Linked DNA regions of Nothobranchius furzeri: region 2 is linked to region 1. A link is a contact called in public Hi-C data. All regions are on one chromosome and are shown on one strand. The core of a region is the stretch at or near the end of the contact, and the rest is flanking DNA. Distances in the headings are between cores, read along the strand shown. Region 1 holds the start of ece2a (endothelin converting enzyme 2a). Region 2 holds the start of camk2n1a (calcium/calmodulin-dependent protein kinase II inhibitor 1a).

The links. Hi-C and Micro-C count contacts between places; a contact is called where the count stands out from the background.
Region 2: a Hi-C map of skeletal muscle shows a contact between it and region 1, with 13 times the contacts expected there. The contact joins the promoter of camk2n1a here to the promoter of ece2a in region 1. A contact is called at or near these places in 2 of 2 Hi-C or Micro-C datasets (skeletal muscle and tail fin).

What each region holds. Positions count from the first base shown.
Region 1 is chr11:55,963,234-55,967,065 of NfurGRZ-RIMD1, reverse strand. ece2a (endothelin converting enzyme 2a) reads right to left here and starts at 1,996. Exons shown (of 4, transcript XM_070541713.1): 1 at 483-1,996. It overlaps map6d1 (MAP6 domain containing 1), which reads left to right and starts at 2,944. Exons shown (of 4, transcript XM_015957081.3): 1 at 2,944-3,086; 2 at 3,173-3,665. The coding sequence starts at 3,077.
Region 2 is chr11:56,131,015-56,134,846 of NfurGRZ-RIMD1, reverse strand. It overlaps camk2n1a (calcium/calmodulin-dependent protein kinase II inhibitor 1a), which reads left to right and starts at 2,007. Exons shown (of 2, transcript XM_015977157.3): 1 at 2,007-2,456; 2 at 2,857-3,832. The coding sequence starts at 2,288. The coding sequence ends at 2,927.

The sequences.
Region 1 (3,832 bases), core at 747-3,246:
TCTGCAGAAATCTTTCATATTTTAAGGAATTTCTCGCAGCAAAATCTAGTGAATGAAATTTTGATTTATCAACACAGATCATTAATGCATTAAGACAGAACCAGAAAATTCTCAGATTAAATTTTTTACAAGAACTATGTACTTTTATTAGTTTTTAATATTCTTTAAATCTTATATTTGCTTTTTACAGCTTCCTTTGTGTTAGCTCTGCTTCTAGCAGGTGAGTTATTTCTTTCTTTCATTAATCCCTAATTAATTTGTGAGTGACAGATGTATAAAGTACTGGAAATTGGAATAAGACAAATTATTACAAAGTGGGATTTTTTCGATTTTGTTGGTGCTCCTGAACGCCACTCGAGTAACGCATCAGCGCATGCGTACAACCAGAATCTTCACAGGAAACTTGCCCTGTAAATTCAAACTGCAGCTCGTTAAATTCGTAATGTTGCGCTTATAAAGTAAATTCCTTGTACATTACTCACTTGTTGGTCACAATCTCCTCTGAAGCTTCACTTATTATGTTGTAAAAAATAAAACTATTCCGACTGAAAACACGTGTTGAACGATGGTGTTGAAACTAACACCACCAAACGTCTCCAGGCAGTCCCGAGCTAACTTCCTGCTAAAACGTACTTACAAAAACTTAAAGAAACCAGATTAACTCTGATTTAATTATCTATTTTAATACTGGCACAGTTTTTATCTGTGTTTCTCAAAGCGTGAATGTTTTTGAAGGCGGAGCAACATGTGGGAGTGCTACAGTATTGGTGCGTTCAAATACTTCCTGAAAACACGTAAAATCTCCTTGTTTCATTTGAGGAATTTACGTTTTAAACTGAACAGATTTAAAACCTTAACCGAGTTATGCTTTTGTTGGTGTGTGTGTGTGTGTGTGTGTGTGTGTGTGTGTGTGTGTGTGTGTGTGTGTGTGTGTGTGTGTGTGTGTGTGTGTGTGTGTGTGTGTGTGTGTGTGTGTGTGTTTATTTATTATCTTATTTTTTGTAGTGAAAACCAGCATCAGCAAGGGCCTTGAATATAAAACATGGCTACGTCGTTCAGCATGACAATGATCCCAAACATCGAAAGGGTAACGAAAGTGTGGCGTCATAGATGCATTAAGGTCCTCCTAGAGTGGCTTAGCTACCCTGCAAACAGTCAACGTCGCATGGACGTGCAGATCATGTCTATATTGAGTCTGTCGGTCCAGACCACGTCTGTGGGACGTCCAAACTAGATCTTTGCACAGTGGGCAGTCTCCAGATCTCAACCCCACAGAAAATCTATGGAGGGAGTTGAAAGTTCGTGTTGCCCAGCAAACAGCTGCAAAACATCATTGCTCAAGAGGAGATCCGCATGGATGAATGGGCCAAAATACCAGCAGCAGTGTGTGAAAACCTTGTGAAGACTTACAGAAAACCTTTGACCCCTGTCATTGCCAACAAAAGGAACAGAGTATTGAGATGGACTTTTGTTATTGACCAAATACTTACTTTCCACCATAATTTTGGCAAATAAGTTCTTTAAAAAATCAGACAAATGTGATTTTTTGGATTTTTCCCCTCATTTTGTCTAATAGCTGAAGAATACCGATGAAAATTACAGACCTCTCGTCTTTTAAGTGGGAGAACTTGTACTAATGGTGGCTGACTAAATACTTTTTTGTCCCATTGAACATGAAACGCCACAATCAAGTGGCTAGCATGTGGAACATCTATTTGGACTGCCCATATGTGAGTTCTGGAGAATCCCAGAACAGCCAGCATGCTTTAGGGCCAATGGGTGGGCTTCGAGCGGCATTGGCAATGCTGCAGCAACACACATGCCCCTCCCCCGTTGTTCTGTTGTTTTAGTGTTTTACTTGTTTTGTTTGTTAAGCACTTTGCAGCTTCTATGCTGCTGTTAAGTGCTATATCAATGAAGTTGAATGGACTTGACAGACCACCAGCAAAAACCACTGATCCACCGCTGCATCCACTGATTGCAGCATCCATTTTGCCTCAGAAAAACTAAACTAAAACACACACAGAGAGAGAGAGAGAGAGAGAGAGAGAGAGAGAGAGAGAGAGAGAGAGAGAGAGAGAGAGAGAGAGAGAGAGAGAGAGAGAGAGAGAGAGGATTAAAATAAAGTCTCACTCCAAACTGCAGAAGTTGGCACATAGCTCATTTGATATCCCCCCCCCCCCCTTTTCCGTGGTGTAGCAGTACCGTAAATGTCCAGTAGGTGGTAGTGTTTCGCTTTCCTCTTTACAGTTAGTCATTTTGATCTGGAAACTTTCTGACAAGCTCCTGCACATCATCCCGCTTTTTGTAGCTTATTATTTATTGCTTGTTTTCTATGTGTGATGTGTTCTATTTTGTGATGTCTTCAAATCGATTCTAAAGTCAAAATTGTCCAAGTCATGTGACTTTGATCCTCTTTCCTGCAGGTTTGTCTTAGGTGGACATAAAATGTCTCCTGAAATGTCTTTAAAAACGTTTTTTACCGCCTTTTCTGCACTTACAGCCAAGAAACAGACACAAAACTGTTCAAATGAGACAAAAATATGAATTATATGGGCTCCTTTTACCAGAACAGATAGAATGATGCAACATAACCTAATTTTGAGGAAAAATAATACTCTGGATGGATAGAATAATTACGGCTACAGATGACAACATCTTTTGTTGATGTGACCTAAGTTTTTATAGTAACCCTTTTATTTATTTCTCAGCTCGTCTGTGTTTTAGAGTAAAGCGTGTCCCTCCAGCCCGATGTAGAGCGCTGCATCACAGTTACATAACCCATCTAATGAAAGTGGGGTTACAGTATTTTAAATGGTTTGCAAATTTGGAAAAAGCTGACCTAAACATCCTGAACTGGAGCTTGTAAAACGCTCCGATGCTCTCAGGTCCTGAGTCCAGACGCGGATTCCTAGACCCGGTCTGAAGATGCGGAGAATAATTGGACTCGGATTCCTCTTCACAGAGAAGAAGCAGCACCAGACCACGTGAGAGGACGCCTCAGACAGCCCGGCTCATCTCAGCTGCTGACATGGACTCCTGGACGTCCCCAGAAACAGACGCACATTAGGCAGAGATGCATGAATGTAACCTCTGATCCTCCTTCCCTCATTTCTTCTTCTTTTCGTTTCTTTTAGTTCGGTTTACTCCTCCCTCCCCTTTTGTTTGACAGCTCCAGAGGGAGTAATGGCTTGGCCGTGCATCAGCAGAGTGTGCTGCTTGGCTCGCTTCTGGAACCAGTTCGACAAGTCGGACCTGTCCGTCCCGCTGACTATCCACAACTACTCGGACATTGCCGAGCAGGAGGTGCGCTCCGTCACCAAGCAGATCAGCGAGTCGGAGAGCGCGCCCGGGAATAACTACACCATCCCGCGTAAAGGCTCCCCACAGGCGCCCTCTGATGGGACCCGCGGATCTTTCAGGGCACGGAAGGAGCCCAGCTACAAGCCCCGGGAGGACTACCACCCACCTGGGGTGCCCTTCCCCAGCGTTACCCAGTACAAGCAGGATTTCAAACCTTGGCCCATCCCCAGGAAGGACAACTTCCCCTGGATCAGTAACGGGGGGAGTAGGACTGAAGGTGTTCCGGACGGCCCCGGGGACAGAGAGGACAGGGGTTCGGGGCAGAGATGGGTGATGGAGGACAGCAAAACCAGCTCCTACAGGTAGGTCTTTTATCTGTTTAAGCACCTGGAGCTGTCCACTCCTTCACTGCCCCAGAGGCATTTTATTCTAGTTATGGGAGACTGGACGGAACCAGCCTGTATGGAGAAAGAGAGAAGTGGTTCTGATCAATATTTCCCCTATCACACGGATCCACTGAGGGAACTTA
Region 2 (3,832 bases), core at 758-3,257, 170 kb before region 1:
AAACATTTTTTATGTGCCTCGTAAAGTTCTAACATAGGCATACATATATATTTTAGATATGAAAACATTAAAGTGATTCTCTCGCATTTGTCTAAAAACCTCTGCCATTAACACATTCCGGACTGAAAGCAACTATTGGACCATCTGATTCTGGGTCTCTCCGAACCGATGCACTTCCCTGGGTCCTTCATTCGTTACACACTCACGTATTTAGCAACAGAACACCCCTGGTGTAACATATTCTCAGCTCGATGATAGTAGAAAAGGAGAAACAGCCAGCTGCTACCACCTAATAAGTGAATTTGATTTTTGACTATGTGAGACTGCTGATTTGGTGAAGGTAAATAAACAGTGTTGGGAGTAACGTGGTACAAAAGTAATTAATTACTGTAATGCATTGCTTTTTGCTGTAATGTGGTAATGTAAGGCATTACAGCGAAAGAAAATGGTAATATTTACTCAGCACAATTGTCAATAACGCGGTAATTACAATGCATTTTTAAACCCAGAATCATGATGTGGGTTTCCTAAAAATTCTAATTGCGGGAAGCCTGAAAAAAGATCCAGTATGCACATATATGACGTCATTTATGGACTCAGCTTTGCGGGCATTCTATCAGCAGAGAGGACGCAGCGGCAATGGCTCAAATACTCCAGCTGCGTCCTGCGCGCGGCCGCTGTTATATTCACAAAATTGCTCCACCAAAACAAAGTCATTCGTTTGCGATCGTTTAAATCAGCCCATATTCTCTGGTACTTCATGTACTTTTCAGCTGAGTTCATAATCTGTGCCCCGGTGATTTCAACTCATTGCTGTTGGAGCGCAGCGCATATTAAGCTTTTATTTTGTGTTTTGTGTTCGGTAGATCCCTTTGGCAGATTAGTTAGAAAGTAGGAAATCTAGGAAACAGTTTTTCTGGAAGACGGAGAAAACATGCAACATGCAGGAAGGTTAGAGAGAGAAAGGGCCGGAAATGATTCAAATAAAATCAAGAAAACAAAACAAAGTGCTTGAAAAGGAAAAAAAAGTAGGTAGATTTATCCCCAATACACATTTTTACCAGTGAAAATCAATAATATATAAGCATTTAATATTTATACATGTGATAGAATCAGATCACCTCAGAAGTCAGTCCCACATCCAGGGCCGTATCAAGGCATTTGGGGACCAAGGCAAATATAGGCTTGGAGCCCCCCACCACCTCACTCCCTGCTCAGTTAATATAAGATGGCAGCGTGCTGAGAGTACAGATTGTTGTTGCTTTTATTTAATAAACAATCATTTTAAAGCACTGTTATTATATCTGACTGTTTTTGACAGCAACCCTAGCTCAGACACCATATCACGTTCCACATATATGTCATGAGCTCACTGAGCGTCACATTACCAGATTCATGTTGAAGTTGTACTGGTGAAAGTAACTTAAAGTAATGCAAATGTAGTGTAATACCTTACATTTTATAATCAGTAATATTGTAATATAATGAATTACTTTAAAATGAGGGTAACAAGTAATAAATAATGCATTACAGTTTTGAAGTAACTTGCCCAACACTGTAAATAAACAATTGTATTGAAATTGTAGTCATTTTCCAAATCTTTCCATTTTCCAGCCCCACCAAGACATTTTCCTCACCAGCTGCCACTGGATTTATTGCATTTATTGCAGATAAGTGTTTCTCTGCAAGCTTTACGTACATTCCCGTCTCTTAAAGATTACTTTATTGAAAAAAAAAAACATCCAAATAAATGCACCAACAACATGAAATTGCAGGAAATGTACTGTATCTGACAGAGATAGGATCCAAACTGCATGCAGTATGATTGATAGAATACTCAGATGGATTACACTGTTATGTATGAAGATGCAAGGGCCATGAATTTGCCGCGGCAGTTTCATTTCTCCCCTGTTGGTGGCTCTCTTGCTCCTCCATCATTCAGAGGTTCCTGGCGCGCGCGCACTCTCGCGCTTCACACCCGGATGGATGACTTCACCGCTCTGCCTGGGTTTCCAGTATGATCCCGGGATCTCCCACTTCCCTCGCCAGACTTCAGCTAGCAACACAAGTGCACGGATCTCTCTTTCGCGTTGTGCACACACTCACACACACACACACACACACACTGACTTCATCTGCCGCTCACCCAGAGACCTAACATAGACTGAGAAGATCCCAGCAGGAGACGCGCAAGCTGCACACGCATCAAAAGGAGGACCTACTGCTCCTGCGAGGAAGACTTTTAAATCTAACCTCGGTGATTTTTCTCTTGTGTTTTGGTGCCACAATGTCCGAGGTGCTGCCATACAACGAGGGCAAAATGAACGGCTACGGGGCGGACAGTGAGGTTAGTCAGATGTCCTTTAGTTGTGGACTGCAGGACACAAACGCCTTTTTCGCTGCGTCGCAGGCGAAAAGACCCCCAAAGCTTGGACAGATCGGCAGAGCCAAGCGAGGTAAGGGATCAGTGTGAATGGTAGTGATGATAATTCATGGGATACAGAATATGGATGAAGATTAACTTTGTATTTACACTCATCTTGAAACGTAGGCATTATTTATGCAAGAGATACTATTCCTGCAATGACGCGCCCCATGTAAATACCGCACATACTTAAACAGGTTATATTTTAAAAGCTTGGTTTAGATTTCACCAGGTGCGCCTTTCTGCGCAGTGGGGATTTGCAAAAAATAAAAAAATAAAACCTTTTATTTTATATTTATTCACCTGCAGCCGCAATAAGTGTATGTTTTCCGCGCCATATGCCTTCCCCCTTAATGGATCAAATAAATGTTGATGTCATGGTGGATCTGAGCCGGTTGATCGCATCTCACTCTCTTCTCCCATCTCCACAGTGGTCATCGAGGACGATCGAATAGACGAGGTCCTGAAGGGGATGACAGACAAGTCCTCACCCGGCGTTTAAACGTCATCGTTGCCTTGCAGACTTTTTTAATTTCCGATCACCGATTTGAAGCACTTGTCGGCTGTGCATGTTCGAGGATTGCGGGAGAAAAAACGGCAGCTCGGAAGCGATGAGAAGGACGGCGAAAAGAGAAGAGGCTAATGGACTGGGCTTTTTTTATTTTTCAAAAATAAAAACAGATAGGGGGAAATATGTGAGGAAGAGGAGAGAGGTGAAGGAATAATGACAGACTCTGGGTGAAAAAGACCAAGATTTGTCGTGGGATTGCTGGCAATTCTCCAAAAAGCGAATCCCGATTTTTAACCACTGGTGCGCAGCAGGATGTTTAGATGGCGGACTCCGCTCTGTATCTCAACCTCTGCTGATTTAGATGAAGGATGAACTTGTCATTTCATCACCCACCGCCTCTTTCTGTTTCTTTCATAACAAAAACATGAAAGAAAAAACGCGCTGTAAGCAACCAAACACTGCAACTAGAGGGCAAAGCAGCCCTATTTCAATAAGTTGTACAGTAGGTAAGCTGTAAGTTCTCCCCCCTCCTCCCCCACTCCTCTTAGGCTTTGCTTTGTTGATTCGGTCAGCGACGGTGCATTTAGAGGGAGCTGTCCTTTCAGCACTGGTCCAACGCATTCCTGTTGCAGCTAAATGCTTTATTTCAGAAACAGACCAACCAAACTCTACTCGAGGACACTCTTTGTATAAAAACATATATCCGAGGATGGTGCAATGTTGATATCTTCTGTAGTGAAAAAACAACAACATTTTGAGCATCAAAACAAACAGATATAACAGAGATACAGGCTATATTCCTTATATTACCTACCCATCAGTGGTTATGGTGCAGGTTGGCACCTTCTTGTAGCTAAGTTGCCTGCACATATCTTTATTTTATTATATTTATTTCT